2 separate regions of the Sus scrofa genome follow, and region 1 is linked to region 2. A link is a contact called in public Hi-C data. All regions are on one chromosome and are shown on one strand. The core of a region is the stretch at or near the end of the contact, and the rest is flanking DNA. Distances in the headings are between cores, read along the strand shown.

What was found. Hi-C and Micro-C count contacts between places; a contact is called where the count stands out from the background.
Region 1: a Hi-C map of alveolar macrophages shows a contact between it and region 2, with 4 times the contacts expected there. The contact joins two enhancer-like sites. A contact is called at or near these places in 4 of 5 promoter capture datasets (fetal liver, fetal skeletal muscle, liver and 1 more), 33 of 47 Hi-C or Micro-C datasets (adipose tissue, alveolar macrophages, blood and 17 more) and 2 of 2 datasets of contacts at active chromatin or transcription factors (alveolar macrophages and skeletal muscle).

What each region holds. Positions count from the first base shown.
Region 1 is chr11:68,361,299-68,364,273 of Sscrofa11.1, forward strand. All of the region lies in intron 1 of LOC110255850 (a long non-coding RNA gene), which reads left to right. Among named protein-coding and RNA genes, the nearest start is that of TM9SF2, 45 kb to the right of the region's middle. Within about 2 kb of position 1,698, at least 17 of the 83 cell types and tissues checked have an H3K27ac peak or open chromatin away from gene starts, as enhancers often do. A contact at or near this core is called in adipose tissue, alveolar macrophages and omental adipose tissue, where this site is marked.
Region 2 is chr11:68,212,208-68,215,144 of Sscrofa11.1, forward strand. All of the region lies in intron 5 of UBAC2 (ubiquitin-associated domain-containing protein 2), which reads left to right. Among named protein-coding and RNA genes, the nearest start is that of GPR18, 22 kb to the left of the region's middle. Within about 2 kb of position 1,429, at least 16 of the 83 cell types and tissues checked have an H3K27ac peak or open chromatin away from gene starts, as enhancers often do. A contact at or near this core is called in adipose tissue, alveolar macrophages and omental adipose tissue, where this site is marked.

The DNA of each region.
Region 1 (2,975 bases), core at 448-2,947, 150 kb after region 2:
GGCACTCAAGCATAAAGAAGAAAATAAATACTATAGCCAGCTCCAACAAGCAGAGATTATCATTGTTAATGTTTTGCGGTCTTTCCCTGCGGTGTTTTTTCTACGCGTGTTTGTAGCCAAGTCTCTGTTACTCAGCTGCCTGAACCTTTGCCCCAGAACATTGCAGAGAAACCCTTCGGCATCTAAGGCCACAGAGACAAGCCCTTACCTGTGGCGGAATGATCTTTGACTCCCAACAGCTGAACTATCTGTATAGACCGAAACCCATCTCACGCTCTTGCCTTGAGGAAGTAAAATCCACTCCTGTATCAAAAACACAACTGAGAAAGCTGCCAGCATATTTCCAGCGTGGCAGCTTGTGCTGAGTACGTTTTAAGTTAGGCAGATGATTCAGAGATAAGAATTTCTCTGGGTTTCTTGGCATCTTTTTCTGTGCCGTTGTTTAGATGAAGAAACACAGTAATTTGGGCTTTATTCCAGTGGAGGAGAAACTAGCGGCAGGGCCCGTGAGCTGGTCCTTTCCCCAGATCAGGTTTCACAGAGGAAAGCAGAGGGCAGGCTGTTGGTGCCAGCACCCCTGCACCTCTCAGGGGTGACAGTCAACCAGGGCACCCAGCCAGGAGGCCTACGGGGCTGGGCAAATCAATCCGATCCAAAGGATCTGTAGGAAATAATGCAAAGAGCATTTCGGCTCAGGTGTGAGACAGGTGTGGATTCCAGCAGAGCTGTCCTGCATCCCTTCTGATTTGGGGCAGGGGCCACAATTTCACACCAGAAGTGAGAAAAGAACCATGGCTTTGGTGGGTGATGCTCACATCATCGAAGCTTGGCTTGGTGGGAAACGTCTGAAATTGAAGGACAGTTGATTTACGATATTGTGTTAGTTTCAGGTATACGGCAAAGTGATTCAGTGCTGTGTGTTTCTTCTTCAGATTCTATTCCACTGTAGGTTCTTGCATGCCCTGTGCTAGCCTGTCAATCCCTGTTGCTTACCTAGTGGACGTAGAGTCATTGGTATCTGTTAATCCCATCCTCCTCATTCGTCCCTCTCCTTCTCCCTCTTCCCTTTAGCAGCCGTAAGTTGTGTTCTATGTCTGTGAGTCTATTTCTGTTTTGTATACAGATTCATTTGTATTTTTTAAGGTTCCACGTATAAGTGATATCATCATACATTTGTCTTTGTCTGACTTATTCCCTAAGTATGCTGTTCTCTAGGTCCATCCATGTTGCTGCAAATGGCAATACTGCACTCTGTTTATGGCTGAGCAATAGTCGTATATATGTACCACATCTTCTTAAGCCAGTCATCTGTTGAATGGCTCTTGAGTTGTTCCCATGTCTGGGCCAGCGATTAGTACTGTTATAAACACTGGGGCGTATGAATCTTTTTGATTTAGGGGTGGGACTGCAGGATCACATGGTAACACTATTTTCAGTTATTTAAGGAAGTTCCATGCTGTTTTCCCTCTCTCTCTCTCTCTCTCTCTCTCTCTCTCTCGCCTGGACTCCATTCCCTGCAGGTAGGCAGTAGGTTACAGCTATTATTGTTGTGATTTTTTTGGATGAGAGTTGCACCTTTAGAATCCAGATCCAGCGTGAACAAAACGAGGCCCCAGGAGTTCAGACCTATTATGACACCCAGGAGAGTGGTGATTCGAAAGTGCTGCCTAAGTGAAAGCAGAGTCCCCCTCTTTCTCAGTCGCCTTGAACTCACGCCTCTGCCCCCTTGTGGTGGAAACGGAGCACGACCGGGTGATTGGTCTGTGGCACCGAACAGGTTTCCTTGTTTGAATGTGAGTTCTCTCTATTATTATTATTTTTTTATATATTTTTCCCACTATACAGCAAGGGGGTCAGGTTATCCTTACATGTATACATTACAATTATATTTTTCCCCCATCTATTATTATTGTTATTGTTAGTAGTAGTAGTAGTGGTATTGTTACCACTACATTTTCTACTGGTTGAATGTTACTATTCATGAGGACACTAGTGGCCATACATCCTGGCACTGTGCTAAGTGAGCACTTCACATGCTTAATTCATCAAAGATTTACAGCAACCTTGTAGTGTAATGGGTGTCAGCACTGCCATTTATAGGGCAGGAGGCAACAGCTCAGAGACTCTGAGTAACTTGTCCAGAGTCACACAACTCTTACGAAATGGGTCTAGGACATCACCTGAGACCTTAACCACTTACCCACTTCGCCCAGTCCCACCACAGCTGGTTAGAGTGGTGTTTCTCAAATCTGAGTTAGAAGAGGACCCCTGTAAAAGAAAGTCCTGGAGTTCCCGTCGTGTCTCAGCGGTAACGAACCCGACCGTGTCCATGAGGACTCGTGTTTGATCCCCGGCCTCGCTCAGTGGGGTAAGGATCCGACGTTGCCGGGAGCTGTGGTGTAGGTCGCAGACACGGCTCGGATCCGACGTTGCTGGGAGCTGTGGTGTAGGTCGCAGACACGGCTCGGATCTGACGTTGCTGGGGCTGTGGTGTAGGTCGCAGACACGGCTCGGATCTGACGTTGCTGGGGCTGTGGTGTAGGCCGGCGGCTGCAGCTCTGATTGCGCCCCTAGCCTGGGAACGTCCAGGGTATGCCACAGGTGCAGCCCTAAAGAGACAATAAGTAAAGAAATCCTTTCTTGTGAACCAAAAAACTGAGACTTCTCTGAGAAGCTGAGTTAAAAGTGAAACCCTGCAGGAGGACCCTCGTGGCTCAGCAGCTTAAGGTGAAGGCTTTCACTGCTGTGGTTCTAGTTACAGCTGTGGCTCGGCTTCGATCCCTGGCCAGGAATTTCCACATGCCATGGGCACAGCCAAAAAACAACTACAAAAATGCAAAGCCCTGTAACCACAGCCACCACAGACACTCAGATGTCACAAAGGCCCCCTGCACAGGCTTCCCTGGAAAGGGCCATTCCCTTGGTCCAGAATAAACCTATTTTTTTTTTTTAAGATAATCACTGAAATGAAAACA
Region 2 (2,937 bases), core at 179-2,678:
TCTTCCATTTTCTTGGTTCTCTCTTTCTGAAAAATCCTACCGTCTGGGTGTTCAGCCTCTTGGACAGGACTACTTTAATCTTTTTTTCCTTCTCTTTTCTTTCTTTTCGTATTTTTACTCTCCTTGCCAGGGGACATCTTGAACTCTGTCTTCCTATTGTAATTATTATTTTAAAATAAACGTTTACTGAAGTACAACGTGTACATGGAAAAGTGTCCATATCTAAGTCTGGAGCTCCTGGAATTTTTACGGAGTGACCCCCTTTTAAACACTGTCCAGATGAAGGAACAGAGCGTCACTTCATCCTAAAAGACCCACTTGTGCTGCCTCCCAGGCATGCTTCCTCCCCAGAGTCTGTCCTGACTTGAACCCTGGTGTAGTTTTGTCTGGCTTTGACCTCTATGTAAATGCAGATGGGGACTTCTGTCTCTGGTGTCATTCTCTCAACATCATGTTTACATTGCTGCCCGTGGCGGTGGTTCCCGCTTTATTTATCATCGTGTGGTGTCTCGTGTGAATTGCTACTGTTGATGGACATTGGGCTGGTTTCTGGTTTGGGATGGTTGTCAGGACTGTTGCCGTGAACATCCTTGAACTTGTCTTTTGTGAGGTGGACGTCTGCGTTTCTGTTGGGTGTACCTGGGAGCTGAAAGCTGAGTCGGAAGGTGTACGTACCTTTGGCCAGTTTTCCTGTGGGTCAGGAATCTGGGAGCAGCTTAGCCGGGTGGCCCTGGCCCTGAGTCTCTCGTGGGGTTGCAGTCAGAATGGTCACCTGAAGGCCTGCCTTGCCTGGAAGACCCTCTCCCCAAACTTCCCAGTCACAGGGCTGTCAGCAGGAAGCCTCTGCTCCCCCGCACGAAGCTGCCTGCCCCCAGCGCGGCCGGTCCAAGACCTAGCAGCTCTTTTCATTTTAGTCCTTCTAGTGGATGGGCAGGGACAGATGAGTGGGCTTGTACTTTGTATTTCCTTGACGGCTAATGACATTAGGTACCTTTTCCTCTCTTGAGTTCCTTTTAAATATGTGTGCTGTCTTAGTTTCAGTTTCCAGGAGTTCCTTCGTATTTTCTGAGTGTCTGTTCTCGCGGGCGCCCTGTCTGGGTCTCATGGCTGCAGTCTTTTTCTCCTCTCGTGAGGTTAAGGATAACCCTCCACCCCACCTCAAGGTTTTCATTTGCCTGCACGATGTCTGTTTCTTCTGAGTTCCTTTTTTCCCTCCTTGTTTTCTGCTTTTGATGTTAGGGGCTTTCCTTAAGCGCCTTTGAGCCTTTGGCTGTTTATATGTAACAGGCCCAGTTTTTGAAAAAGCTGGTTGAGGAAATGGCTTGGGTGCCAAGGCCCGAATGCCCCTCACAGGCTTCATGGTAGAGTCCCCTCCCTGGGCTGTTCTCAGTGAACCCCCAGGATCAGGATCTAAAACATACGCCCCCTTCTTCCCTCAGGAACTGTCGCATTCCCCAGGGCCTGTTCTCCAGTCTGCAGCCTGGGCTGTAGGTCTGGGAGTCTGCACATTTAGTATGTAAACTTTGAGTTCTAGTCTTGCATTTGCATGCTTGGCCATGCAAAGGAGTCCCCCAGTCCAGGCCCCTCCTGTTGCCTTTTCTAGATAATTACCGCCCCCTCCCCGCCAGAGAGTCAGCAGGTGGGCAGAGGGCTGGGAGGGGTCAGTGCTCCCACCCACCTCCCACCTCTCAGCAGATCTGGGAAAATGTGGAGCTGCTAATCCTGCCGCCCTTAGGAAGCTCCAGGGTTACTCCGTTTGTGTCTCAGATTTGACCATTGCTGGTTTAGCATTTCCTTTTCTCAGGTTTTCAGGTTAGTTATCACTCTACTCATGTTTTCCAGCTGGAAAAAATTTTAAGGTCGTTAACTCTTTGTGGGTTTATGCCTTTAAAAAAATCTTTTAATGCCATTCTTATGAGGCTTTAGGAGAGAAACAGGGAGGGAAGTACGTGTGCTAAATCCACCTTCTTTAACTGGCAATGTTGTGGTTTTTAAAGTGTGTGTGTTTTAAGAACACTTAAAATAGTGAAATCAAATGATTTTTTTCTCCATCTGTTATTATATCAGGTTACCTCTATAAGCGTTCGGAAATCTCAGTAAAGTCGTTGTGTGTATATCATCCTCCAACAGTGTTCTTTTACACAAAGTGAGATAGACTTTGTAATCACAGTTCTATTTTGTCTTAACTTCCATGAGCCTATTTCCTGGACTTTGAGCGCTGCAGTCAGTTTTATCTCATCCCAGCCCCTCACCCAGTCCCGGCAACTGTGAGCCATGATCTCTTCAGGGCTGCTCCTCTGTTTCTTTGCAGGCTGTGTTTTAGGTACCTGCATTCTACTCCCTGTGATCTGCTGGAGAGCTGGTGATGAAAGGAGCCGGCGACAGCGCGTGTGTGTACACGCACATGCACACACACACTCTGTCTTAGGATCTGTCTACTGGAATTTATTGTTCTTCGAATTTCTGCAGATACACAGCTACCAACAGGATAAATTTCCTGCCGGTCTTATCATAAAGGGACCTTCCTGTTGTTCTTGATGATCAGATTCTATTTTTGACATGGATCTGATCCTGCCTCTTGGCATTGCAAAGGGTAAAACTTTCTAGAACTGGGTACAATTGATTCAAGAGGCTAAGAAACAAGTATTATGGTACCGCCGTAGTTATTTGGTGGATTAACTTGGTTATTTAGACCTATATTAAAGAATCAATCATAGATATTTAATGTAATTCTTAATGTTTTGCTCTAAATGAAACTCATTTGGGGAGTTCCTGTCGTGGCGCAGTGGTTAACGAATCCGACTAGGAACCATGAGGTTGCAGGTTCGGTCCCTGCCCTTGCTCAGTGGGTTAACGATCCGGCGTTGCCGTGAGCTGTGGTGTAGGTTGCAGACGTGGCTCGGATCCTGCGTTGCCGTGGCTCTGGCGTAGGCCGGT